Linked DNA regions of Mus musculus: regions 2, 3, 4, 5, 6 and 7 are each linked to region 1. A link is a contact called in public HiCAR-type and promoter capture Hi-C data. All regions are on one chromosome and are shown on one strand. Each heading gives the region's core, a stretch centred on a gene start, on an enhancer-like site or on the middle of the called end of the contact. The rest is flanking DNA. Distances are from core to core; before and after follow the strand shown.

The links. Promoter capture Hi-C pulls out the DNA fragments that hold promoters and counts their contacts. HiCAR-type assays count read pairs that join an accessible place to other places.
Region 2: a promoter capture Hi-C map of liver shows a contact between it and region 1, with 3 times the contacts expected there. The contact joins the promoter of Cnot2 here to the promoter of Cand1 in region 1. A contact is called at or near these places in 5 of 39 promoter capture datasets (erythroid cells, hippocampal neurons, liver and 2 more) and 2 of 9 other capture datasets (adipose tissue and liver).
Region 3: a contact with region 1 is called in a promoter capture Hi-C map of pre-B cells, with 2.6 times the contacts expected there. The contact joins the promoter of BC048403 here to the promoter of Cand1 in region 1. A contact is called at or near these places in 2 of 39 promoter capture datasets (neutrophils and pre-B cells).
Region 4: a promoter capture Hi-C map of pre-B cells shows a contact between it and region 1, with 4 times the contacts expected there. The contact joins the promoter of Xpot here to the promoter of Cand1 in region 1. A contact is called at or near these places in 6 of 39 promoter capture datasets (the 3T3-L1 cell line, hippocampal neurons, liver and 1 more), 1 of 484 Hi-C or Micro-C datasets (CD8 T cells) and 1 of 115 datasets of contacts at active chromatin or transcription factors (astrocytes).
Region 5: a contact with region 1 is called in a promoter capture Hi-C map of pre-B cells, with 5 times the contacts expected there. The contact joins the promoter of Rab3ip here to the promoter of Cand1 in region 1. A contact is called at or near these places in 5 of 39 promoter capture datasets (hippocampal neurons, liver, neutrophils and 1 more), 1 of 484 Hi-C or Micro-C datasets (neutrophils), 1 of 115 datasets of contacts at active chromatin or transcription factors (thymic regulatory T cells) and 1 of 9 other capture datasets (liver).
Region 6: a HiCAR-type map of astrocytes shows a contact between it and region 1, with 2.9 times the contacts expected there. The contact joins the promoter of Rassf3 here to the promoter of Cand1 in region 1. A contact is called at or near these places in 2 of 39 promoter capture datasets (the SN4741 cell line and pre-B cells) and 2 of 115 datasets of contacts at active chromatin or transcription factors (astrocytes and large pre-B cells).
Region 7: a contact with region 1 is called in a promoter capture Hi-C map of liver, with 5 times the contacts expected there. The contact joins the promoter of Lrrc10 here to the promoter of Cand1 in region 1. A contact is called at or near these places in 3 of 39 promoter capture datasets (cranial neural crest, liver and neutrophils) and 1 of 115 datasets of contacts at active chromatin or transcription factors (astrocytes).

What each region holds. Positions count from the first base shown.
Region 1 is chr10:119,238,182-119,242,068 of GRCm38.p6, reverse strand. It overlaps Cand1 (cullin associated and neddylation disassociated 1), which reads left to right and starts at 2,014. Exons shown (of 15, transcript NM_027994.1): 1 at 2,014-2,428. The coding sequence starts at 2,361.
Region 2 is chr10:116,579,877-116,583,763 of GRCm38.p6, reverse strand. It overlaps Cnot2 (CCR4-NOT transcription complex, subunit 2), which reads left to right and starts at 2,253. Exons shown (of 16, transcript NM_001037846.3): 1 at 2,253-2,311.
Region 3 is chr10:121,738,142-121,742,028 of GRCm38.p6, reverse strand. It overlaps BC048403 (cDNA sequence BC048403), which reads right to left and starts at 2,099. Exons shown (of 3, transcript NM_173022.3): 1 at 1,819-2,099. The coding sequence starts at 2,053.
Region 4 is chr10:121,624,358-121,628,244 of GRCm38.p6, reverse strand. It overlaps Xpot (exportin, tRNA (nuclear export receptor for tRNAs)), which reads left to right and starts at 1,913. Exons shown (of 25, transcript NM_001081056.2): 1 at 1,913-2,140.
Region 5 is chr10:116,948,671-116,952,557 of GRCm38.p6, reverse strand. It overlaps Rab3ip (RAB3A interacting protein), which reads left to right and starts at 2,105. Exons shown (of 11, transcript NM_001359645.1): 1 at 2,105-2,298. 4933412E12Rik (RIKEN cDNA 4933412E12 gene) reads right to left here and starts at 1,996. Exons shown (of 3, transcript NR_038026.1): 1 at 1,866-1,996.
Region 6 is chr10:121,474,546-121,478,432 of GRCm38.p6, reverse strand. Rassf3 (Ras association (RalGDS/AF-6) domain family member 3) reads left to right here and starts at 2,183. Exons shown (of 5, transcript NM_138956.3): 1 at 2,183-2,430. The coding sequence starts at 2,323.
Region 7 is chr10:117,043,650-117,047,536 of GRCm38.p6, reverse strand. It overlaps Lrrc10 (leucine rich repeat containing 10), which reads right to left and starts at 2,196. Exons shown (of 1, transcript NM_146242.2): 1 at 769-2,196. The coding sequence starts at 2,114. The coding sequence ends at 1,290. It overlaps Gm10747 (a long non-coding RNA gene), which reads right to left. Exons shown (of 3, transcript XR_872056.2): 2 at 3,742-3,887; 3 at 2,852-3,399.

The DNA of each region.
Region 1 (3,887 bases), core at 765-3,264:
CATTGTGGAAAAGAAAAAGCCTACACAAAGCCCACTAACGATAAAGGGGGGGGGGGGCGGCAATAAATGTGCTCTGAGCCCAAACAATATTTTGTAATAGTTCTTTAGATACTGTTATTTGGTGAATGTAGCAAATAAGGGGGGGAAAATCAGGTAGTTTTGCTGGGATTGGGAGTATCTGGAATCAGTGAGCTTTTTTTTTTTTTTTTTCTGAGACAGGGTTTCTCTGTGTAGCCCTGGCTGTCCTGGAACTCACTTTGTAGACCAGTCTGGCCTCGAACTCAGAAATCCATCATCTGCCTCCCCAGTGCTGAGATTAAAGGCGTGCACCACCACGGCCGGCTTAGTGAGCTATTTTACAGATTTATGGAGGAGGTGGCTGTAGAGATGGCTCAATGGTTAAGAGCATCTCTTCCAGAGGACCAGGGGTTCAAGTCCTAACACCCTCAGTGATCACACTTGTTTATAACTGGAGCTCCAGGGATCTGACACCCACACACAGATACACATGGAGGAATTACACCAATGCACGTAAAATAAACAAATTATTAGCCAGGCGTGGTGGCACACAGCTTCAATCCTAATATTGCAGGCAGAGGCAGAGGGGCAGAGGGGAAGGGGGGCAGGGGGTCAGAGGGGCAGGGGGGCAGAGGCAGGGGGATCTGAGTTTGAGATCAGCCTGGTCTACAGATTGAGTTCCAAAACAGCCAGGGTTACCCAGAGAAACTCTATCTCAGAAAAGCAAACCAAACCTAAATCTCTGATCCTTCCAACTCTTCTTTGGGCTATTTGTGAAATACTGAACGGTTAGGGAAACTTGGAGAGTAAACAAACAGTTGTACATGTCACCTCTGATCTCTGGTGGTTGTGTTGGTGTATCCGAGCACATAGGAAAACTTAGATTTCATAACTAAGTGCACAGAAGCCGACTATTGAAAGATGTAGGCTCAGAGCACAATCTGCAATGATACTTCCCCACCACCTCCCCTATTTGCGACAGGTTTGCACTAGATACCCCTAACTGGCCTAGGATTCGATTTAGAGACCAAGCTAGCTTTTATACTTGAGACCCACAAGGCTCTCCTACACTTGCCTCTACTGATCAGGGATTAGAGGCGTGCACCATCCATGTTTGGCATTGGGAGAGAATCCTTACTAGGACCTAAATGGAACAGAAAAAAAGTGGCTCCGGGATGAATAAAAGGATTACGTCCAAACTGTGGCCCTGAGGCCTTTTAGCGGAGCAAAGATTAGTACTAAGGTTCGACTAGGCCCCTACCAAAACACTGAATTTTGCAAGGCGCTTGCCCAAAACAACATGAGGACGGGGGTGGGGGTGGGAGTGGGCGATGTTTTCAGGGAAACAGACACTTTAGAAACAGCACACGCCGATGGAAAGATTTTATTTAGCATAACCCGCGTTGCCTGCCTGCAAATCCCAGCATTCTCTCCGACCACGGGAACCAATAAAGAAACTCCAGGTTCAAAGAGCCAATCACGTCCTTCGTGTGTCCCCAATTGAATTGTGGGAGTCGTAGTTCTCACGTGGCAACCATACAGCATGGTTGTTAGGGGACAGTTTCGGCCACGCGTACCGTTCGGAAAGAGAGCTCATTTTTCCATTGCACCCCTTGGCCTCCAGGCCAGCTCTTAGCATCATCACCCACAAGCCCCACGCGCTTTCAAACGCATAGACCTTCCTTCTTAATGTCGCAGGGAGGAGCAAGGAGCGTTTGCAGAACTCCGGCCTTGGACGCTCACTGCCCGTCCTTTAACCGTCGCTTTAAGGTCTCGCGAGAAGAGCCCCTCGAGGCGTTGCCATTCCGCCCGAAAGGCGGCCCGTGCGAAGACAGACAGCCGGCCGGGCCAACGGGAGCGTCCCTGTAAACCGCGACTGCGCAGAGTGCGCCGGGCAGCCCCGGTGACCTCCGACCCCGCCTCCCCGCAGCGCCCTGCGTCGGCCGCCCCCGCCCTCCTAGCGAAGGAGGCGGGCTTTGGCCTCTTGCCCTAGGGAGCGAGTGCGGAGGGAGTGGGAGCGAGGCGGCCCGAACGCAAGTGTCTGGCTTCCCGGCGAGGCCCAAGCCGTCCGTCCCGCCGCCCATGAGCTCGGCGCCCCGCGAGCAGCGCCGTCGTTAGGCCGTCCCCGTCACTCACTCTCGGCCTCCCCTACCTCCCCCCCGGGGCAGCCATTCCCCTCCCCATCCCCGTCTGGCCGGGGACTGGACGTCGCGTCGGAGCGCCTTCCCCAGTCCGCGTCGCGGTGCGACCCTGGAAGCGGGCGCCGCCGCCAAGGAGAGGAGGAGCCCCGGCCGCGGGGCCCAGCAGCCACTGAGCCAGCAGGCGGGATCGAGGCCGGCAACATGGCGAGCGCTTCGTACCACATCTCCAACTTGCTGGAGAAAATGACATCCAGCGACAAGGACTTCAGGTGAGGCTGAAATCCGACCCTCGCCCCACCTCGGGGTGGGGGAGAGGTGGAGGGCGGCCGCCGCCCGGGCCTCGCGACAGGCCCTGCCCCACCCCTCGGTCCGGCGGGTCTCCAGCCACCCCCTCCCCCATCTCCCCGCTAGGCCGTTGTCCGCTCTGGCCGCCCGGGGCTGGTCCGCGTCCCGGCGTCCCTGGCGCATCCTTTGTCCACCCCCAGGGACGCGTCCCAGGTAGCGCCCGGGCCCGAAGGCACGGGCTGCGCGGGAGGGAAGGAGTTTTTCCCGGGCGGGCGGGTGGCCGGGCCTAGTCCCCGGCCCTCCCGAGGCGCCAGGCCATCCCGGCGCTGGGGGACAAGCTGCCGCTCTCCAGCCACTCAGCCGCCGCCTGGCTTTTTCCCGCGGATGGGAAATGGGTGCCACGATCAACTTTCTCCGAGGCCTTCGCTGATTGGATTGTATACTTTCTCTTTGGATCCTTCTCTTTGGCGAAGGTGGCCAGAAGGGGGAGGGGAGCCCGGCTTGGTGGGGGGGAAACTTGGCCTGCAGGGTTTTCCCGCCAGCATCCCTGTCACTTTTCTCCGGCCGAGTGAAAGCCACGCAGGATCTTGGGGTTTCGGTCTCACATCCCTATACAGAGTCATGGCCAGAGGGCTGGATTGCCAAGCAAACCAATCTTGAAAAGAGAGGCTGGTGAGCCATGAAGCTTAATCATAGAGTTGTGTTCTGCAAGACCTGGACCATTGGTTCTTAGTCCCGTGCATATCGAAGGTGTTATATTTTCACACAGTCGCCTCGTCTGTTTTTTTCATGCTACACTGATTGTTAACACACACACCACGCCTAATCCTTCACAAATAAGCCCTCTGTCAAAAGAAAAAAGGCTATTTTTTTGATACCTAAGTTTTCCTCTGTAATGCCTTGGGCCATAGTACAGTTTTGTGTGCATTTAGACTAAAGAACAAGTAATCTTTGGTTAAAATTAGTCTAGGAGCTTGGTTTTTGTTCTGTGAACTCTTAACACCTGAAGGTTTGTCCAAATCCTATCTGAAGCAATTTTCCCACTGGTGAAAGGGGAACTCCGGGGAAAATAATGCCTTTGTTCCTAGGTAAAGTCATAAGTGCGCAGTGAACTACATACAGGGTCGTTTCTCTGACTCCAAACCACCAAGAATTTGATATATATGTATGTATACCTACCTACCTATGGAGTTTCTGAGTCTTACATTTCCATTTTTAAAAAAGTTTCCCCTGAGGATGATGTGGGGAGAGAGTGGCGTGTTTGTCGGGAGCACTTTGAAGCTTGGGTTGGATCTCCAGGTGAAGGTGGAGGGGGTTGCACTTAGACTGCTGAGGACGAGGGAGAGCCTGGTTCCTTCTGGATCCTTGCTCACTCACTCACAGTTGACGTTGTCAATGAATGAATGAAACAGCCAGGATTGTAAGCTCTCGGTTGTATAAGGT
Region 2 (3,887 bases), core at 1,004-3,503, 2.7 Mb after region 1:
ATGAAGTCATTTTGTTTTTACAAGGTATTAATATATATGTATGTGTGTGTGTATATATATATATATATATATATATGTATATATATATATATATATATACATATATATATATATTCCTGTGTCATCTGCAACTAGCTATGCAGACCAGGCTGATCTGGAACTCAGAGATTGGCCTGTCTCTGCTTTCCATGTGCTAGATATAAAGATCTGTGAAATTATGCCCTGAAAAGAAGTTTTCGGTGCGACAGGATGATTTAAGATTTTTATTGAGTGCATACATCTTTTATTGAGTGCATACATCGTCACGTTGAGCCATCAATACAGCCTTTAGCAAATGCTAGGACGTTCATGGAGTTTTTCCTAGCATCCCTGTTCCACACATTAATTAAGAAAATGGTCTTATCTCACCTGGTAAAGTCCAAGCATAGCAATACTCTCAGACCTTCCCCAGTGACAGCAATGTTTAAATTTTGACAAAAATGTGTTTTTAAGTTAATATACGTAAGAAGAGTAATGAATTAGAATATTTAATGTTACTTAATGTGATAATGCTACTACATACACATTAAGGGCTCCCAATAACGAGCAGCCAGATTAAGGTGCTCTGCATTGCATGCATTCACGCACATGAGCTGCACACGCCTAGAGTAGCCAGTCTTTGAACACACTACCTTATGGCAGTAGATGCTAACTTGAGAGGAAGAGAAAGCAGACGAGACAGGAAGGCACGGTTGGGGGAGGGGCCATGTAGGACTGTGTTGTTCCTTCTTGAATTTCCCTAAAGTGAAAAACCAACAAAACACAAAACGGTGAAAAGGAGTATTTAATGAAATGAACAACCTAGCAAAATAAACCTTTTTTTTCTACTGGCTACACCAGTTCCTGTCCGCATTTAAACAAATTTGCATATCTGCTGATACTGCATATCTGCTATGTCAAATTACTTTCAAAACCATGACAAAGGTACTTTTAATTTCACCGTAGGCTATTGTATCCTATTTCTTGCCTTTAGCTTTCTATGATAAAAATATATATCGCTTCCGTTTATCACAGAATCTATATCTAACTATATAGACTGGCGGGCTGGAAGGAGGTAATTTATTAAACTACAGCAGAAACTTTATTTACTTCAAATGAGTAGTAATCCGCATTAGTAAGCTCTACCACTCAAACATGAACAGCGATACGTTATGAAACTCGCAACTTCAAAGCACAAAGAGGCTTTTTAGCAAGTTAAGTAACCGTAAAACACGAAGTTTGTGGATGTTCAAAGGTGTAAACTAAGAGTATTACAGCAATAAAAAGTAATTTCACTTTCAGGGACAGTCCGGCTTTGGAGAGCAAAACACTTTAGTTCCCAACCACAGCCACCGTATTTTCAAAAGGTCTAGTGGATGAGCCAGCTGGTCACTAAGGTTTACCAAGGGCGCGCCGGGCGGGAACTAAATAAAGTGCCACAAACACCGTTCGGTTAGATTAAGTACTCCCGGCAGTGCTTTAAAAACACGCTTCCCCCTTACTTCCTCTCACCAGGTTTAGACCGGGGGGGGGGGGGGCAGGTAAAAAAAAGGGGAGCATGAAAAGGAAGAGGGGGCGGCGATCAAACGCCTAGGTTCCAGCGGAGGGGAACTCACTGCTCGGGAGGTGCGGGCGGCGTGCGGCGGGTGTCTGGGGGAGCGCACCCAGGTAGCGCAGGCAGCGGGGCGGTGGGAGGACCGAAGCACCGCAGGCACCGCACCGCACCGCGCCGCGCAGCAGGCTGGGGACAGCCCGGGGACAGCCCGCAGGAGGTGCTCGGGGGCGGGGTGTCCGAGGAAAACACAAACACAAACACGCTGCGCGTCCCCCGGTGGGCGGACCCACGCCACCCTCGGCTTCTCCCCGCCCCCGAGGCCGCGCTCGCCCGCTCGCTCGGACCCCAGGCCGCAGCTCCAGGCGTGGCCGCAGCAGCTCCCGGCGTGGCGGCGGTCTGGCTTCGGGAGCCCGGAGAGGCCGCCCAGGCCCCACTCTCCTCGGTCACCGCCACAAGACAGCGCCGCACCTTCCGCGGGAGGCGGCGGAAGCCCGGGAAGGCTCCAGGCGAGCGTTGTGCTTCTCACGGTCGACTGGCGTACGGGCGGCGTTCCGTCCATTCGGCGAGCCTCGCTCGCTCGCCGGCTTCTGCTGCTGCAGCCGCCGTCGCCGCCGCCTTCGAGCGGAGTCGGAGCGACGGGGGTCACGGCGGGGGTCAGAGGGTAAAGGTCTTGCTCCCAGCAGCCTCCGCGGTGGATACGTCGCCATCTTGGATCCGCGGGACAAGAAAATTCATGCGGTGAGTTTTTGGCCAATTTTCGGAAGTCTGGCGGCGGGGCACGCGGCGGGGGAGGCGGATTGGGGGCCCCCTCAAGGCGGGGGAATGCCTCGGGGCTGGTCCGGTCGCGCCCGGGGTCCGCGGGTAGCGTCCCGGCCCGCCGCTTCCCGTTGCTTTTGTCTCGGCTCCAATCGAGAGAGGGAAGAGCGGAGCGGGCGGGCGGGCGGGCGGGGAGGGGGTGGCGGCGCTGGAGGAGGGAGGGGGTGTGTGGCGGGGTGGACGGGACGTAAAGCGTCGCCGTGCTCGGGCCGCCACCGCCGCCACCACCGCAGCTACCGCAGCCGCAGCCGCTCCGGAGCTTAGGCCCGGGCCCCCGCTGCCCGCCGCGGGGCTTCCCCGGCTCCCGCCGGCGCGGAGCAGCCGCTGCCGCCGTGCTGCTTCCTGGGCTAGGAGAGAAGGCAGCGGCGGCGGTGGCGGCGGCAGCAGCATCCAGGAGCCCCGGCCACTGGACACGGCTCCTGCCTGCCACGTTCCCAGCAGCTGCTGGTCCTTGAAGCTTTACGTTTCTGGCCATACACGCGCATCCTCCGCCACTTGTGTGGTTTTCTTTTCTTTCTTTCTTTTTTTTTTTTTATTTGTTTGTTTGTGTAAGATGGGGACATCGCACTGGCTAACGGGCCTCGGGAGCCTCCAGGCCCTGAGCTATACCGAAGGGGCCTTTCTTGCAAGGTGGAAAGGCGAGAGAGAAACTCAGATGCTGCTTCTGCCCCCGTGCCTGGAGTGGGAAGCCTCTCTAGTGGTGTAGCCTCTTGAGTTCCGATGGTCCTGGGGCGGCGGAGGAGGAACCCGAGCCACTCTTGTGAAGTTGCAAGCCCTGGTTTCTACTTCCGCCGGGCCCCCTCTACCTTTTGCCGTTTTGTTTTAGGTCTTCACTTCAAAGTTTCATAGAAGAAATAAGTTGGGTTAAAAGAAACCCGGTAGTTCTTAATTGAGGTACTGTTTGCTTAGGAGAAAAGCTTATAATTCTTGTTATCTGTAGGCCCTTCGGGAAATCTAATTGTAATTTTATTTTTGTAAAATTATTTCTAAGGTTTTGTTATTTGCATTTACGTTAGATCCAATCAGTACGCTTTTACCTCCAAAAGAAAATAAAAATAAATAAATCTTACACATAGGTACTTTCTTGGAAATCCTAGGGGGACATCTCCACTTTTCAACATCTGGGAAGACAAGTGTTAAGAGTGTTTTGCTTCATTTTCATTAAATCCTTAGTCAAAGATTTCTCTTTAATCATCTGGACAGTTCCTAATAAAATACAGCAATATGATCCTTAGATTATTGGCAAATGGTAGAACGTTAACCAGATCTGTTCACAAGGGACACACTTAATGTTCAAAACTGAATACATTTTCTATTACTCTCTATAGTGAGAAGTTTTAGGGAGATGGAATCGTGTTCCTATAGATTTCCCTTTCCAAATAAGTGGGTGGTAACTTTCACAACAGTTTTATGTTTGGGAATGCTTTGTATATTCAACAACAGTTCCTTCTCAGAAGTCACCTTTGTAGTTTTGTAAGGTAATTTTATTCCAAGTTGG
Region 3 (3,887 bases), core at 850-3,349, 2.5 Mb before region 1:
TCCCATTCTCTGATAATCATAATATCATGCATGCACCACTATTCAAAGACAAAACTTATACTGACTATTTACCTGAGCATTTAAGTTACAAAGGACTTAAGCATGTCATTTTTAGAACACTTACTCAGAAGGGAGGTCAGCCCTGGAGCCCCCAGTCATGTTTCACGGTATGACCTGAGAGATAGGCTCCCCTACAAGACAGCTGAGGTTCAAGCAGAACTCAGCACTTTATACAATAAGGACCACTTCACAGAAGCCAAGCCAGAGACAGGAAAGGACGTGTACAGGTTCGTAGACGTGGTGGCCAGTTCTTTTTACACAAAATCCTGGTGCATACAATTCAAACTTAGTGCAGACTTAGTTAGTTAGTTAGTTACTGGGATCCACATATGGACTTTAGGAAACCCAGTTGCTCTTTCTCATTCTATATATCTGGTACATACATACATACATACATATGGGGAGGATAATCCTATGGATGGGCTCAAACAACAATAAAGTTAAGAATCATGGTACCTGGGTCAATCATTGTTTTTATAGGGAGGAAGCCTAAAACATCTCAAACTGCCAGAATATTATCCACCTTCGATATTACTGCTAGAATGTATCATATATATGATATATATCAAATGCATACATGAATAGTCATCATATAAATAATATTTGTACATGCTTTGAATAAAGGATATATATACATATATATGTATATATATATATATACACACACACACACACACACACACACACACTCAATCTGGTTATTCAAGGCAGGTGTGTTCAGGTTTGAGACCCACCACCTCCCATAAAATGCATACCCAACTCACTACACTGTAGAAAACAGGACAGTAACCCTGTAATAGCAATTGCACCTTTGGGCCCATTAGAGAAAAACAGAGTAAAATCTCTGGCCACTTTTTACCAATAACTAAGTAACAATCATTTGAAAAGCTACAGGCCTTATCATCTCAGAAAGTCCTTTGCCCAGAGTGTTTACCAAACGTTCAGTATTCAGCGAGCTACCTGGCAATAGAAGGGGATCAACTCTATATGTAACGTACACTCTCACTCTCTTTGATGCCAGAGATGTGTATCCTTCACTCACGAAAGGCCCTCCAACTTGTAATAACTAAAGGGTCAAGAAGAAACCTAAGTATTACAACTGCCTATTCCAATTTTTTGGTAGTCAGCTATCATTTGTCATTATTATTAAAGGTAATACTTTGAATGCACAGCCCTTGGCTTTTATGAAGCCGACTGTTTCTTGTAGTGGTAGTCCTGCATCTTATTTTGAGGGTTAAAATTTACATGAGGACTAGCAGTGTTCACTATCCTGTCCCTTAACGCTTCTCCAGTTAAGGTTTTGCATAATTCCTGCCCTTCCTGGCCAGGATCTGAAGAGGGGACAGGACGCCCCTCTGTATAAGAGGCCAGACAAAATAGCATTTATTAACACACCTAGCTTCCATCGCCTGCTTTTGCTCCTCAGACCGCAGTGAGGTCTAACTAGTGAGTTAGAACGGGGACACAGAACTTGGTTAACTTGTCATTTATGAAACCAGTCCATGCACGGTGCAAAACCGTAAACCCACGGGGTTTGGAGCATGCCCAGGGAAGAGCATCCTCCCAGTCCACCTAGGCAGCGATGGCACAGGCCGGTGGGCGGAGCTTGCGGCACACTAGGGAAGAAGGGGCACCGGTGGGAGGAGACCTGGGCAGAGTGGAGCCTGCCGCTGGGAGTGACGAGGCACCCAAGCCAAGCAGACCAGGCAGCGCACCCCCTTTCCTTCCTCCTCAGGGGCAGGGGCGGGGCGGAGGTACCTAGTTTCTGCCCCAGGTAGGTGAGGCTGTGATAGACCTTCTCAGCCGCGGCCAGGTGCGCCAAGGCCGCCAGCAGCGACAGCCAGCTGCCCCCCGCGCTCTTGTTGGCCTCTCGTTCCTTCTCCACATTGTCCTTGGCCTTGTCGTAAGAGAAGATACCCAGGTGAGAGAAGAACGTCTCCAGCACCGCCTGTTCCACCGGCACCGGGGCGGCTAGCGGGATAGACTCCCCCATGCGACCTGCGCGCCAGCTCCACCCACGTGGCTCCGCTCGCACTTCCGGGTTCTGAGGGGGACGCGCGTGCGCAGCTGCGTGCGTGCGCGTGCCCGCGGCGGGGCGGGCGAGCCGGCTGGCGGCGGGATGCTCCCGGGGCTCGCAGAGGGCGTGGCGGAGGTGAAAGGTGGAGGTGGCTACCAAGCCTAGGAACCTGAGCTTCCAGAGCCAGAGACCTGCAGCGGAGCCACCTCCAGCCCCGGGACGTCTCCTGCCCTCCGGAGGCCCCTGGAGGCCAGCGCCTTAGCGCGGATGACGTCACACGGGCTTGACGTCAGCTCTTGCGTGTCCATCAGAGCCAGAAGCCTTATCAGCCCTTACACCACCAAGGTTGTCAGATGGAAGCCAGACAGGAGTTCATAGCTAGTCGCCTAGTTTTCAAACCGACACACGCCATCAGTTAACATACCTGGCTAAGTCAGATCTGCATGAGTCGGTCAGCTTCCAGAGCTACAACTCTCTTCAGAGTTGCCCATCCATCTCCAACTCCATGAAGCTTCCTTGCGGGGGTTCTCAGAGTCAGGAATGACTTCCCATGAAATCGGTGCATTTTGTCATGCAGTTTCTTCACACGTTCATACGACATTTAAGAACACTAAACCATCTCAGCTCACAAGTGTGCTTTGAAATATTTCACGTATAAATTGTACGAATTAGAGAGTTTCACTGGGACATTTCCACGCATGAATATATCATGCTTTGACCATGTCCATCTCTCCTTCTCTCTCTTACACTCCTCTCTTCATCTTCCTTTGGCTTTCTTCCCAGTCCCTAAAAGTCCTTCTTCTCACATAATGCAAACCTAGGAAAAATAGTCACAGGGTATGCCAGACAAAGGGCTAATGTTTTAAGTTTTAATGGGCCAAGATCTCTTTCTAACCAGTAAAAACGAGAGGTTATGGACCTGTTGAGATGACTGTGTAGGGGCACTCGCTGCCCTGCCTGAGGCTCTGAGTCAGATGCTAGAAACCTACATGAGGAGTGCTGAGTCCTGCACGTTATCCCCTGACTTCCACATGAGCACGCAGGTATACTCACACAAAAACACGTGTTTGAAAGGCTATGTACATACTAGTCTCAAGAGAAATATGAAATGCAATTTTTATACCCAATTGAACCATTCAAAAGAATGCAGGCTAACTACTATACTCCTTATGAAGTGAAACTTCTTTCTGCTGAAGGGTCTGTGTAGAGAGAGTTGGTCTTGAATAGTCCGAGGCCTCTGCCTACTGTGTGTCAATGATACCCAGACCCAAAATAAGTTTCAAATATTGTTATGTGGGCTGGAGAGATGGCTCAGCAGTTAAGAGCACTGACTGTTCTTCTGGAGGTCCTGAGTTCAAATCCCGGCAACCACATGGTGGCTCACAACCATCTGTAATGAGATCAGACGCCCTCTTCTGGTGTGTGTGAAGACAGCTACAGTGTACTTACATATAATAAATAAATAAATCTTTGGGCCAGAGTGAGTGGGGCTGGAACAAGCAGGAATGTGTGTGTGTGTGTGTGTGTGTGTGTGTGTGTGTGTGTGTGTGTGTTGTAGGGGCATGTGTTCACATGAGTGTGTGCCTGTGTGTTTGAGTGCACATACTCAGTATGTGCTTTCATGTAGAGACCGGATATTATTGTTTCAGGTGTCTTTCTTAATTTTCCCCTCCCTTTTTCTTTAACACGGGTCACTCGTTGAGCCTAGAGCCCACAGATTGTTTAGGTTAGCTAGCCTATGAGCTCGAGGGATCCAACAGTCTTGACCCACCCACAGCCCAGGTTACAAACATTTGTCTCAAGCCCAGCT
Region 4 (3,887 bases), core at 664-3,163, 2.4 Mb before region 1:
CCTCCTGCCTCAGCTTCTGAAGCAGCTTGGATCACAGGCTTGTAGAACAGGTCTGGCTTATTCTTAGTGGGAGCTAGAGGCAAGGCTTTGACTACATTGAACATGTACACTGAGCATGTACTGAATAAGATATTAGGTGTATTGGCACACACCATTAGTCTCAGTACTTGTGAGGGAGACAGAGGTAGGGGGATCTTGGTAAGTTCAAGGCTAGCCTGGTCTATATAGTGAGTTCTGGAACAGCCAGAGTTTACTGTAGAATACTGTTTCTAAGAAACGAAAGGAAATCTACACGTTGGGTGCACTGCATTGTTTTCATGATAAACTCTTTAAACTCGGGAAGTAAACAATTCAAAGATCCCCCCCAAACTAACCAGATTAACAATACCATCCCCTCCCTCATGCTATACACTCTTGGACAAGCTGAATTGCTGGAACCTGTCCTACCTGCTGTCTTCGGGGAGGCTGCTGTCTTTATATCATTTCTGCTCCTGTAAGAAAGTCACCCCAGTAAAAGCCATTGGTTCACCAAGCTTGACTTTCGTGGTATCCTCACTTTAGTCTGTCATCAGTACCGAATCTGGGTATCTATCTGCAGTGAACAGATGTTTGTCCATGTATCCCCAGAGATAGTGTCACTTATGATAAGTCTAACACGTGTATCAAACTTAATTCATGAAATAGTCAGACCTGGTGACAACCTGGAACTCCAGCACTCTGGAATCTGAAGCAAGAGAACAGTGAAGGCCAGCAAGTTTCAGGCTAACCAGAGCTACATAGTGAGCCTCTCTCTGCCTCTAAATAAAATTAACCAAACCTTACCCTCTGAGGCTGGTACTGTCCCACTCTACATAAAATGAGTAAACTGAGATGGACTTTAACACTCATGATGCCAACAATAATGGAGGTGCAGCCTTAGGATTTAGGTAAGGTTGCTGGAGCTTATACTGCGCCCACACAGTAATAATAGCACGGGATCAAAGAAACAAAGCGAACGGAAGCACGGGACTTGTACGTATGTTTTCCCTCTCTCTTTTCTTTTTTTCTTTTTTTGAGACTGTGTTTCTCTCTGTAGTCCTGGCACTCGCTCTGTAGATGTGGCTACCTCTGCCTCCTCAGTGTTGGGATGAATGGTAATCGCCACCATCACCGGGGACTGCTTTCGGTTTTCTTTTTTTCTTTCTATCTTTTTTTGTAGGCAAATTTAGTAATATTTAAACTGGGCGTGGTGGTTCATGCCAGTAATTCCAGAATTTGTAAAGTTTAGGCCAGCTTGGGAAAAATGAGTGAAAACCAGCCTGGGTTATGGAGTGTGATCTTGCCTCAAAAGCAAAACAAGTAAATAAAAATACAGCGGATTTTTTTTTTTTTTAAAGAGTCCTTAAGCGTCTGGACTCTTGACACGTGGAACCGCTGGAAAGGAATTCAGCAACTGACTCAACACGTGGTTTCAACCACGTCCACTTTTCCGATCTCAGGATCTCCGCACTGCCACCTGACCAGACCCTTCTGGAGGGAGTGGAGAGTTACTAATTCACGCCGACGCTCAAAGCAGAGCGCAACGTGGCCGGTCTTCTAAAAGCTTAGAGGACCTCAGTAACCTGTAGCTAGGAGGGCGGTGTGCACTCTCCCAGCATGCACCACAGGCCCGCCGGCCACGCCCCCTGCGAGCTCCAGGGAGCACGTGCGCGGTCCTCCTCTCGGAAGCGTCCCATGCGCTTTGCACGCTGGGAGTTGTAGTCCCCCGGGCCCAGCCTGCTGGCGGCCGTCTGCACTCTACTTCCATGAGGCTGCTGCTAGCGCGGGTCCGCGCGGTACGACGCGGGGGGCGTGCCTCGCGCTGACTCAGCGGCGGCGTTAGCGGGACCCTGCGCAGTTTTCCTTCCAGGGCCGCCGACTCCGCCCGCCGGCTTGCCAACCTGCCCTCCCCGCTCCGCGCCACGCAAGAGAAGGCGCCCGGGGAACGCCGAGCGCCGAGAGGAGCGCGGCCCGGGCCGGCTCCGGCGCTAGCGCTGCGGCTGTATTGGAGGACTACAGCGACAAGGACGTGGGCCGCTCTCCGTGCTCCCTGCGTACGGCCCGCTCCTTGCGGCTGGCCGACCCTCGGGAGTGCAGGCGAGGAAGAGATATTGGAGTGATGGTGACTGGAGGCGTAGGGCGGCGGGCCGGGGACCCTACGTGGCCGGGCGAGCCGGACTTGGGGTTGGGGACGATCGGTGGCGGCCGCGTCCCTAGTGCGTGGCTGCCGGTTGCCGGGTGTTTCATCACCCGAGTGGCCACGAGGCTTCGCTCTGGGAGGGATCCGGGCGAAGGATAGGGGGCGAGGCCGGCCTAGGAGGCTGCCCCCCAACCCCATTTGTGATAGTTTTAGAGTGCGTCCCACCAGTTTGAGCTGTAGGGACCTCAAAGTTGATCCGCTTCCCACCCCGGGACAAATAGGAGAGAAAGTGTTATTTCTGCGTAGTAATTTGCCAGCAGGGACAGCCTTTTCCCCTTTTTGCTTCTTTACAGTCTTGCAGCCACGGAAAAGCTTGATGTTCCCTGTAACCTGAAAAACGAGTACTTTTTGGAAGCCTTAATTAGTTGTTACTGGGGGAAGTTACGTTGTATTAAAGCGACTTGTCAACTTGATGTTAAAAGGCTGGAAAGATTCAGTCGGTCTCAAACAGGCTTAAGTAGGTGTGGAGGAATTTTCCACATTGTTTGATTATTCTTGACTTAATGGCTGAGGGAAAAATTAAGGCTTCCAATTTTACATGTTTTTTTTTCGCTCCCCCCACCCCCACATCCACCTTTGCAGGTAGTATAAGATGTTTACCATATTGTAACAATGTTTAAGCCTGCAAGGCTCTGCATCGGTAGGTCAGAAAGCTAAGCTTCCTTTGCCGGTCTTTATTAGGCAATCGTTACCTTTTAACCCTGTGTTTTATTCACAGATAGGTGGTTTACCATCTCATTTTATTTTGGTTTGATGTTTTTTTCCGATTGTGTAGAGGGCGAAGGTTTGTGAGGGATTCCTCACTATGGAACAAGTTTGCTGAGGATTTTTTTTGTTGGTGTTGAGCATGTGCTCGGCTGGGCCTCTTATTTATCTTTTTTCCTCTTGTCAAGATTAGCGTGAAATGACAAAACGCTTAAGCAGTTTTTTTCCCAAAGCAATGGATAATTTAAAGGAACTCTAGTGGATTTCTCAATCAGGGGTTTACAGACAGTCTTACACCGACTTTTCTCTCTGAGCATTTTTAGCAGGAATACTACTTTACTTTAAGAATGTTTCAAGTTGTGCATCCTGCGTGCCTGTCTCTGACTTTGTACCCTATTGGAGGCATGCTTTGCACACATGCACACATTGTAGTCTTTAGGACTTTGCCCCTTTTCCTGCAGACAGAATGGAATGCATACTTTTGGGGTGTTTGTTTGTTTGTTTTGGTGTGCAGCTTCAATTTTTGTTTTGTTTTTGAGACAGAATCACTATAGCTCTGGCTAGCCAGAACATCCATATGTAGATAGACCAGGCTGGCTTTGAAGTCCCAGATCCCCCTGCCTCTACCTCCCAAACAGTGGGATTAAAAGGTGTGTGCTACTTTGAGTGACTGAATGGTTGTGTCACTTGGGGTGTGTGTGTGTGGGTCGGTGGGGTTGGTTGGTTGGTTGTTTTTTCAGACTGGGTTTCTCTGGGTAGCCCTGGCTGTTCTGGAACTCTGTTGACTAGGCTAGCCTGGAACTCAAGAGATCAGAGACCCTCCTGCTTCTGCCTTCCCAATGCTGGTATTAAAGATGTGTTTTTGTTTTGTGTTTTATCTGTTCTTACTGATAAGGATTGGAATATAAATCTAGAACTTAAAAAAACTACATATATTTATCTCATATATGTACAGATGTGTGCA
Region 5 (3,887 bases), core at 856-3,355, 2.3 Mb after region 1:
TCTGGGTGTTGGGATGTGAGGTGTGTGCATCTATGCCAACCCCTAAGCTTTTTATAAATTCCTTTTCACAAGTTGGAAGCTTGCTTGGGTGGAGGTCACCCAAGCAAATCTCAAAGTCCACCCCTAGTGACACACTTCCTCCAACAAGGCCACACTTCCTAATCCCTGTCAAGGACCCAATTATAATAATTATAATATAAATAATTCCCAATGACCAAGCTCCAAATATATGAGCCTCTGGGAGCCATTTCTAGTCATGGCTCTACAGTAACTCTCCCCATTCTCAAACAGTGCTAGAGCCCACTCTCTAAGACTACAGATGATCTTGTAGTTAACATACATGTGGGTCACTGTGGGATTCACACACATTAGCATTACTGTCTTCTGTAGACCCGTGATGTTTTGGGTCTTACATTGAATAAACTGAAGAGCCAATCCTCCAAATGTTCATATACCAAATAGAGCATTCTCCCTGTGTGTCAACCATCTCCTCTTCCTACCTTTACAGAGTTCTCTGTCAAGCAGAGTGCCTGTTCTCAAGACACAGACTAAAGAGAAAAGAGAGGAAAGTCTACTTATGATTCATGGGGAATATGCACTGCAAGAGTTAAAGCAGCAGTTCTCAACCTGTGGGTCGCAACCCCTCTGGGATCAAATGACCCTTTCACAGGGGGTCACCTAAGACATCAGAAAACACAGATATTTATGTTAAGGTTCATAACAGTAGCCAAATTACAGTTATGAAGTAGCAACGGAAATAATTTTATGGTTGGGGGTTAGTATACACTATGAGGAACTGTATTAGAGGGTCACAGTGTTAGGAAGGTTGAGAACCACTGAAATACAGTGTTCTGGGATCACAGGTAAGGAGTTAGGGTTGGGAGGCAGGCGAGCATCAGGGAATGGTTTACAAAGAAACTGGAGCATGGGTTAAGTAATTACCAATTCCATATGATAAAAGATGTGTGTGTGAGCCGGACAGTGGTGGTGCATGCCTTTAATCTCAGCACTTGGGAGGCAGAGGCAGCAGATTTCTGAGTTCGAGGCCAACCCTGTCTCGAAAACCAAGACAAAACAAAAAGTGTGTGTGTGTGAACATCTCTTTAGAAAAAAAATGTGTAAAACAGGGAGCCCATAAAGTTTTCTCTTAATAGTAAACTTGTCTCCTTTTGTTTGAGTCTTTGGATGGTAGGAATTTTTTGTAGAGGTGTGTGTGTGTGTACACATGTGTGTTTCTGTATGACTCACTGTGTCACAGAATGTGGTGAGGTACACTAATTACATATATTAAACCACTTAACTCTCAAAACCTTGATGAGGTAGACATTCTTATTTCCAATTATCAGTGAGAAGATTGGCGATATTGCAGATGAACTCGCCTAAGGTCACAGAGGTCAGTAGGTGGCTGATCACAGGGACCACACACATAGCTTCCTTTTTATTACCACCTCCTTGATGTACTCAACAGAATGGCAGCCCCTGCCTCTGAGTATCACAAACATTGGCGGAAATACCGAGGATGACTGCTCCCTCCCACCCCCCATCCCTGAGTTTGATTTTCAGGGCTTGATTCTGTCTGTACTTTGTTTTTTGTTTTCCAACTTGGAAGCCCGAATGTGGGATGGAAGTTTGATAAGCAAAACAAAACAAAACAAAACAATAGATATAGTTCCTGTAAAAGATGAGAGACGGTCTTTGGAAACTGAAAGTGGAAGGATCTGGGTTTACCAGCTCCCCGCCCATCCCATCCCCCCCCCCCCCCCCTCCCCGGGCCCCTAACCTCCTACTCCAGCTTCAGGTATCCACAGACGCGGAATTTCAGGTCGGTTCTGCTTGTCCTCAATACACAGTCCAAAGCCTCTTACCATCCCAGGAGAGTTCACATCCTCCAAAGGCAGCCACAGGATTTCCAGCCAGAGTGGTTCCCAGGGAAACCGCTGTAGAGGGACCCTGGACTCCGCGCGTGGATTAGCCTGCACCGAGCCCCTCCTGTCGCCAGGGGGCGCCGCAGCGCGCGAGTCCCCCTCGCCACTCCCTCCCGGTCCCGCCTCTAGTCCCGCCCTCTCTCCCGGGGCGGGGGCGGGGGAGGGGGAGGGGCGGCCGCTTCTCCGCCCGGCGCTCGGCGCAGGCGCAGTCGGCTCTCCCTCCCTCGGCTCCCATCGCAGAGAGCGCCAGCCGCGGCGGAGTGGAGCGGCGTCTGTCCGCCGCCGTCCTCCGCGTCTCCCGAGCTGGGCACGCGCACCCTGCGGCTCTGCGAGCGCTGCCGAGCGCGGGCGGCGGCCGCGGCGGATCCGGCAGGTGAGTGCGGCGGCGGGAGGGAGAGGCGGGCGGTGTGAGCACCGCCCCCTCGGCGCCTCGCCTCGCGCCCTTGTCCCGCCGGCCCGGAGCGCGGCCGGGCAGGTGCAGGAGGCGGCGGGGAGGGCGCGGATCGCGCCCGCCCGTCCGCCCGTCCGCCCGCCCGCTGCGGAGCCCCGGGGACCCGAAGGGCGGCGGCTCCGGCGCTCACCTGGCGGCCCGCGCGGCCTCGGTCGCGGAGTTGCTTAAGTCGCGGGCGGCGCGGTTGGCCGGGGATGTGCGGGGGTCGCCGGTTCCCGGGGTCTCCCCCGCCGCGCTCGGCCCAGCCTGACTTCGGGAATCGGGACCCCGGGAGTGGGAGAACAGCGGTTCCCCCTGCGTGGGCCGCTCGCCCCCCGCCGCCCGCGGAATAGCGAGGCTGGGGAGAGGATGGTGCCGGGTGGACGCTGCAGCACGCGAAGAGTTGCCAGTTGTTGGGGATTAAAACATCGATCCGTAATGGCTGGCTGGCGCACTCTCCTCCGAGTTAGAGCTGGTGCCCCAGAGGCACTTTAGTTTCAAGGAAATGTTGCCTGTTCCCAGCCTACCTGTTTAGACACTTCTCAGTGTCCCCCGTGTCAAGGGAAAGAGCCCTGTGATCTTTTGGCTCTGGAATGATTGCATAATTGGAGGAGAGGCCGATAAGAGGATTAAAACAAACCGTTCTATTGTAAATCTCTTGAAAGACCCGGTTTCTGTTCATTACACTGTTCTTAAGTTTTTGTTTCTAAACAATGAATCGAGAGGAAAAGGAGGCAGAGTAGGTATGCAGCCCATCGTTGTAAATATTTGATACTGTTAAATATTTCACCAGTTTTATGGGGCCTTGTTCAGTTAGCATGTGTTATTTATTTACCAGGACTGTGCGTTTTCAGAGGACTTTTCATGTTTGAATAGACACTGCATTCCGAATCTACTCCTCAAGGCCCTAGGGGAATATATTAACTGAACTTAACAGTTACACAGATTTACTCAGCAATGCATTCTTAACTATAAGAACAGACGTCTTTCAACTTTTTTCTCTTTCCGGCCCAAGGATGTTTTGAATTAATGCCTTCTTTTGTGAATGAGCGTGCTTGATGAGACGCCTCATTGCTTACATAGCAAGTCATTTGTGCTAGCGAATGATTCTCACCTTCCACTGCCTGGTTGATGTTCAGTTTCTTTGTGGAGCTTTGATGTCTCTGTTTAAATGCAGCTGTACTTTTGAATCAGTGTAATTCTATACTCTGAGACATATTCTTTGCCTCAGAGTTTCTTTATGCCTCTACTCTGCAGTATACGTGGATGCCCTACAGATATATATATATATTTTTTTAATGGAAAAATTACTGGGACTTGCCCACCCCTCATATTTACGCCGTGGCAGAATGGAAGCTAGGATATAACGTTAGTTTTGTATGTATTGTATGGGTTAGATAACCCATGCTTTTCTGCTGAGCGGGTCTCACAAAGGCTTAGCTCTAACGAAAACGGATAACTTTCAGAACCATCTCTCACCAAGCATGCGACCTCGAGTAAATCATTTATTGAGCATACTCAGTAGAAACACA
Region 6 (3,887 bases), core at 934-3,433, 2.2 Mb before region 1:
TATCATGAAAGGGCAGGGCAGTGGTGGTGCACGCCTTTAATGCCAGCACTTGGGAGGCAGAGGCAGGCAGATTTCTGAGTTCGAGGCCAGACTGGTCTACAAAGTGAGCTCCAGGACAGCCAGGAGACCCAAAAGCAAAAGAAAACAAAACAAAAACCAATCCAAACCATGAAAGATCTTTTCTGTTTCTGTGTCTGTGTCTACTCTAGGTGACGCATGGATAATATAATATAAATATAATAATATAATAAAACACGTTTGTTAAATCGTTTACCCCAGGCTGGAGAGATGGCTCAGGTCACAAGGTCCTGAGTTCCCAGCAACCACATGGTGGCTCACAACCATCTACAATGAGATCTGGTACCCTCCTCTAAAGGCATACATGCAGGGAGAACATTATATACATAATAAATCAACAAATCAATAAATCTTTAACCCACCCACTACTCAAACTGGAGTATTTAACTGAAGCCCCTGTTATTTCAATATGGCATTATCTGAATGATGTCACAGTAGGAGTTAAAGAAGACAAATCTTGCATGGAGTGATTGTCCTCTTCTCTTACATTTGGCTCCTAAGTACACAAGGAACCTGTAAAGTAAGGCTTTCCGGCTAAAGGAAGAGTAAAGCCAGACTCTGCTTTCTAGTCATCCATAGTCGAGTGGTGCCTGGGAAGAAGTCTTTCAAGTAAGGGCTTTAAAATAGGCTGTGACTCTAAGGCCCCTCTGGGGGTGAGTTCCCTGGAGTGAAAGGCCAGTTTGCATGCTGAACACGTGAATAAATCTGCAGGAAGGCAGATAAGTCAGCCTTCTTTCTGCCCGAGGGAGGAAGGAACTACACAGGAGCCATTTCTTTCCCTTGTCCCAGACTTCTCTCCGGTCTGGCTTTCCCCCCTTCTCGTTCTCAAGTGACGATTAGGCACTCAGTCCTGATTCCAGGAAGGGTACACAAAAACGCCACAGAAGCAGCGGGTCTCAGCCTGAAGGCGACTGCTACCTTTATGTTTTAGTCACAGCACTGGGGGAGTAGAGGAGAAAAGGGCTTAGCCATAAGCAATGACGAGTTTCTCTTTTAAAAAACTCCTTAAAAAACAAAACAAAAATTCTGCTACGGCCTGCATATCATAGCAGCCTTAAAGCTTCAAACCCTCTTTCCCATCAAGGTCTCTTGCAAGCAAGTTAGTAGGACTCAAGTCAACTCCATCACGCCAAGGGGAAAACGACCCCCCAGGTCACCCTAAGCAAAAAAAAAAAAAAAAAAAAAAAGTCGCATTTTAAAAATTTAGCAGATTCCCGAAGGGAAACCTTGTTTTTTGTTGTGTGGGTGAGAACGGAGTGGTCTAATCTACTTGCTCCCCCATGGGGTGACCATGTAAGGTTGCTTGTGGGAGGCGACATTTCCAAAGTGCATTTAAATTAAAAGTACTGGATTGTTCGGTGATTATGAAATTTGTCCCCCAAATTCTCAACTGCTTTAGCCATCCACATTTGGGACACGCCTTCGCCACAGGGAGGCGGGAAAGCTTTACCACCGAAGTTCAAAAGAACCAGAGAGGATGTTTTCTTTCAAATAAGCACAACCCAGTCGCTCTTACCCCACCCACCTCTGCTAACTTATAACGGTTTGGGAGGGGCCAGCCGCACGCGTGGCTCGACCCCCTCGACCCAGACCGTTTCCACCAAGGCCGAGCCCGAAGGAGAGTGGGAAAAGTTCTCCATTATATTGCCGCCCTCTCCAAAACTTCGGCTCCAGTGACGGGAAATCACTGAGGAGTTTGCAGATTCCGGGAGGTTGGGGAAGCCCTCGGGAGAACTGTTCCAGCAGGGGCGGTGCTCGAACCCACCTTCCTCCAACAGTCCACCGGTGCTAGGACGGAGGGGCGTGGCTGAGGGCCGCGGGCGGGGCCCCACCTGCGCGCGCGGAGCTGGGCAGGACGCAGCAGCGGAGGCCCGTGGGGCGGGGCCTGGGCGGGGCCTTGGTAGCAGGGGCGTGGCGTGTGCTGGGTCCTTGACGGGCTGGGGGCGGGGTCTTGGCTGGGCGGGGTCTGGTTTGAGGTGGGTGGGGCCTTGCCAGGCGTGGGGGGCTGGGTCCAGGAGGGGGCGGGGTCGTGGCGCACCAGAGCCGGGAGGCGCCCGGAGAGGGCGGCTGATCCTGCGGGAGGGGACCAGACGGCGGCTTGAGCGGCGGCTGCAGCTGCAGCAGGACGGCTTGCCGGCGGCTCGGGGCCGCGCGCCGGGAACCTCACGGGGCGGGCGGGCGCCGCACCCCGGCCTGGCCGCCTGCGCCCCGGGGAGGCCCCCTGCGCGCAACCGGACCAGCAGCATGAGCAGCGGCTACAGCAGCCTCGAGGAGGACGAGGACTTTTTCTTCACCGCCAGGACCTCCTTCTTCAGGAGAGCGCCTCCGGGCAAGTCCCGTTCGGGTCAGCCGGTGAGTGGCGTGCTCGGGGGTCTTGGCTCCACGTGTCTGCGCCCGCGCTGGGCGATGCTCGCCCGAGGGCTGCGGGGCTCTGAGAGTGGCCTTTGCCCTTTCGGCGCCTGAAAGGTGCTGGGAGCCTGTGCAGTGGGCGTGGGCCGCCCGAGGCGAAGGAAGGAGGTGGAAGGGCGCGGAGCCAGATGGCCTGGGCCTCTCTGCTTGGGGGACGCCGGCTGCGGGAGCAGCTCCAAAGAGCCGGGAGGTCCCCGGGCCACTCGGGATGGCTCCCCCGACAGCCCTTCGGGGCGACGGCCGGGTCACCGCGCCGTCCTGGCTGCAGTTTGCTTCTAGCTGCAGTTTGCTCGATGGCCCTGAGTGGCTTGAGGGCACGCAATAGCCCAAAGTGACCGAGCAGCCCCGGTGCGGGCAAGCTGCAGGGTAAAGGGACCGGGCGATCGTCGGTGCTCACTAAAGTCTGGGTCTCATCAGGTCCGGTTTGCGGGTCCTGCGGACGTCCTGGGTAGACTTAGCTCCAGAGGGCTGAGCCTTACGCCGATTTCTTCCTTTTTTGGAGGAAGGGTGCCGTGGGAAGCGTGGCTTGGGAAAAGACAGTACGGGAAGTTGTGCCAGTTTCACAGATCGGGACAGGGATTATTATTATTTTTTTTTAGGGGCGTCTTCCAAATGGGGCACTTTGGCCGGACTTGTAAGGTCGGCGCTTAACCGGTGGCCTTCTGGCCCTGGAAGCCGCACCAGGGAGCCTGGCCAGCTCGGCCACGCTCTCGTCAGATATAGGAGCTTTAACGGAACAAACTTGTTGCTCCTAAAAACACCACAGACGCACACCAGAGGTTTCTGTCAACTCTGGAGATGAAAAACAAGAGAAACTAATCGTTCAGAGGCCCAGTGATGGGGATTTTGGTGGAGAGAAATCTCTGCCCAGACTGCCCTTGCCAACCCTTTTAAGTTTAACAGGCCGTTGTTTTCTAAAGTAAAACTCCTTTATCAGATTTGGAAGTTCTAGGCTTTTTGGTCTATTAGATTTCCAAACTAAGAGGAGGAGGAGGGTGAAAGGCTAGGATGAGGTCATTATTGCTAACAACTAGTCCCCTAGTGAAGGGCTAGCTAGGGTGGGTGGTAGCATGCCTTTATCCTCAGACTTCAGGTTGCTCCGTTTACTAGGGTGACCTTTTATTTTCAGTAGAATGTGCTAATGGGGGAATTTGGAAGTCAGAGATTACCCACGACTCCCACTCCCACACTGCCTGGCCTACCTCCTGTGGGGCAGACAAGAAATGGCCTTTTCCCCCTTTCTCATCTAGTTTTTCCCTCATTGGGGTTCTTCACCACTTTACATATTCCCCTCCCGTTTGCCTTGTAAAGAGCTTGAGCCAGTTTGACTTGTATTCCAGAAGTGCCTGGTAATTTCCAGAAAACCAGGGGGTTCTTGAATTCTACCGGTGTGGGAGTCC
Region 7 (3,887 bases), core at 947-3,446, 2.2 Mb after region 1:
TAAAGGCGTCCTTGGCGGTCTGATCACTGGGCTGCCGATGTTCTGCACCAGAGAGGTGGTGACAGGGTTTTGTGACACTCCAGGACCTCCTCTGACTTAGCCAGCAGTATTTCTGAAAGGATTCTGATATTCCAGAACTGGGCTCGTGAAGGTCCGTCCTCCCATGGTTCTTTATAAAACCTCAGTATGGTTTGTCTTAGTTAAGATGACAATTTTTGCCCTGGTGTTTTGAAACGGTTATTCATATACAGACAATAATTTAGGATTTATGCACTTGTGATACATTCTTCCCTAAATAACGGCCAAAATACCTACGTTTGTAGACAGTCAACAGACCCTATGAACAAAAACCCGAACAAATTATGATTATTGGTCTCAGCCAAGATAAAAGCTGAGACCTCCACTTCAAACTCAGACACTTGTTTTAGGTGAACTGATTTTTACATTCTACCTTTAACAAAGTGTGACTCTCGGGAGGCATGGCTCTGTTCTGGGGGGCAGCCTGCCCTCACCCTAGGAATCAGGAGGCTGTCTCGAGGAAGAAAGGCTTGGCTTTTCAGATGACAGTAAACTGAGCGGACTTTAGGTCAAACCTTACGAGGGAAAACGAGTGGAACCGGCTTGAACCACTGGGAAGTTGGAAGGCAGAGCTTCAGGGAAAGACTTCTTTGTGGCATTTACAGCAGGGGCTAAAGTGCGGGGGGGGGGGGGGGGGGGGGGGGGGGAGGGGCTCAGGCTGTGTGACCACAGCTTTGTTTTTTTTATTTTCCTTCGAATCAAGACTGATTGGGTAGAGTTGTCCCTTTCAGGAACCAAATTAGTAACAGCAGTACATTGGTACTATGCAGAAGTTCTCGGGAAGGAAAGAGGCATGAGAGCTAGAGAGAGCTAGAGACAGGCCACTGAGCAGCTGGTGGCGTTGTTTTCTTTATTTTAACAAATACAGTCTTTGAAGCACTCACCAGCCTTGTGACCAGCTACTCCTGCGTGGTGGAAGAGTGCTGTGGCTGGTCTTGTTCTTTGGTGTTTCAAAATAGCTCGTGTGAAGGAACTGCTTCTGGCACAGGAGTGACAGTCACCCTGGATTCCAGGCCAGCAACAGCACACACCTTCCCCCTAGGAAGAGGTGCTGGGGGCTGGAAATGTTTTCTTCGCCCTATTCCTTTACAGCATCTCACCTGGCTTTCTCTCCATCAGCCCTGGGATGAGCCAGGACCATCCCTTCCGCTCTAATGAGATGCCTTCGGAGCAGTGGGGTAACCTTTGAATTGGCCTTCAACCTCAGCTGTTCAAGAGCTGGAAGGAAGAAGGGGAGGAGGTGGCTCTTGATTCTCTTCCTTGGCCAGTGCGTACCGCCTAGCTTTTCTGGGGTCAGGCTCTGGTGTCTCCTCTGCCCATCTCCCAACACGGCGAACCCCTTTGCCCACCTTGGGGGCATTTCTGCAAGGATTGTGGTCATAGATGACCAGCTTCAGATTTGTCAAGTGGGCCAGGCTGGGGAAGTAGCGGATACTGTTCCGATCCACGTCGATCACCTCCAGAAAGGGCATGCGAAGCAGTACCGAGGGGAAGTCAGCTAGCTGATTGCCGGAGAGCCAGATGGTCCTGAGCTCGCGCAGGCGCCGGAGCTGGCCGGGTAGCAGACGTAGGGCGTTGGAACCGGCATGCAGGGTTTTAAGGAGACTCAGCTCACACACCACATCGGGCAGCCGGGTGAGGCAGTTGGATTCGAGCCACAGGGTCCGTAGGTTCTGGAGCAGGCTGAGCTCATCCGGGAGGTCACAGAGTTTGTTATTGCCCAGGTAGAGGATGCAGAGCTGTTTCAAGGTACACACCACCCGGGGGAGAGCTTTGAAGTTGTTGAAATCCAAGGCCAGGATCTGCAGGTTCTGCAGCTGTGCCAGGTCGGGAGGCAGGCTGTGAAGGTGGTTGTCGCTGAGGTAGAGCTTCACCAGCTCCGTGAAGGAGCACACGTGCAGTGGGAAGCGACGCAGCTGGCTCCCGCTCAGATCCACCATCCTGTCCAGGGGCATCTCCCGGAGGTCTCCCACCACATAACTCTGGCAGCGGTCGGTGGGGATGAAAGCCACGAAGGCCCGGATGGTGTTTCCCATGTGAAACGGGCTGCAAGGCGAGCCCCTGCCCACCAACTCTGTCAGGGAGTGGGCTGGCTGTGCTCACTGCTCGGGAACCCTTCTACCCTCTCTTTATAACCCGGAATTCGGTGACAAAAGCCAGTCACTTTGACAGAATAAAGTGCTCCTGATAGCAGCTTGAGTGTCTGGTGACAGGCCGGACAGGCAGGGTCTGGGACGTCCTGTCCAACTCACATATTTGTCTTTAATCACTTAAGCCCTGATCTCTTATCTACTCTCTCCTGATCTCCCGCCCCCCCCCCCCAAATTGAAAAAATACTGTGACAAAGGTGGAGAAGTAAAAATGAAAAACACCTATATTTGTACTATGTAGGTAAAACTGTAAATATTTGAATGCATAGTCATCTCCTTTGTGTTACAACTCACCTAACCCGAACAAGGCCCTGCTTCAATCCTGAGTGGGGCACAAAACAACAACAACCCGCTGCTAAGTTTTCCAGGATGCATCCTTCAAAGTGTTGCCAAAGGCCTACATCCTTTACAGATTTTCTCCAGTTCCAACAAGCCTTAACCAATATGTAATCAGAAGCAATGGCTTCTGATTTGTACAGTCTTGCTTTGTGTCCAGCTAGCGTCTTGCCACACTGTAAAAGGGTACATTTGAGCTGGAAGTGGAGTTCAGTGGTAGGGTGCTCGTATGGCAGAATTGAAGCCCTGGGGTCCGTCTCCATTTCTGCCAAAACGAACACACACACACACAAATCCTCTCTTTGACAAAGGACAAGAAGGAAGGCTGACTAGCCTTCAAAAGCATAGATTAATTAGAATGTAATTATTAATTAATTCATTAGAATGTAATGCACCCGGGGGGGGGGCACTTTCCAGAGGTGGGAACACTTTCCAGACCCATTTAAATGGCCATTAAAGCTCTGTACTTCTCGTCCATAATCGCGTCCAGTTGAGAAAAGCAACGATGAGCCAGACCGTTCCAAGAACGAGGGCCTCCAAGGTCTGGCTGCTGGGGGCTGGAGAGATGGCTCAAAGGTGGAGAGCGCGTGCTGCCCTTTGAGAGGACCCAGGTTCCACGCCAGCCCTCATATCCACGCCATATCCACGCCAGCCAGCCCTTGTATCTGATAGCTTACAACTGTCTTTAACGGCAGCTTTGGATGTGAGGTGTGGGGTGATGATCCAACATTGTCTTCTGGCCTCTGTGGGATCTTGCATGTTGTGTCCGGCCAGCAGATCATAGCCTGGGTTCTAGCTTGGAAAGGCATTCTGGAAACCTGGAAGAGAAGAGGGGCTAGGCGGCGAGAGAAAATGATGCAGCTAAGACAGGCATTCTGATCAAAGCTCAATTTTACTGTTCCGACACTCAGTTATGAAGGAAGGGGGAGGGGGCCCGATTCCCGCCAAATAATCTCGGAGTTCAGTAGCAGGGTGACCACGTGTGTGACTCCAAACAGCAAAGCGGCACGTTCCACCAGTGGGCGTGGCAGAACGATTGAGCGGGAAGCTCCACCCCTGAGCAAGCACACACACACACACACACACACACACACACACACACACACACACACACACAAATAAAGGTAACTATTAATTTAAAAATCTGTCTACTGGAAATGGATGCAGAAGTGCTTACTGTCTCCCAGATGTGGCTCTGTGCTGTACAGCAGGAAACAGGCTCCTCCCCCTCCTCCAGAGTCTTCCCCACTCACTGGCCAAATAATGTCACCTGGGGTGACTTTACAAGTCAGCAAAGTATGTGCAAATCACATGCTGAAACTG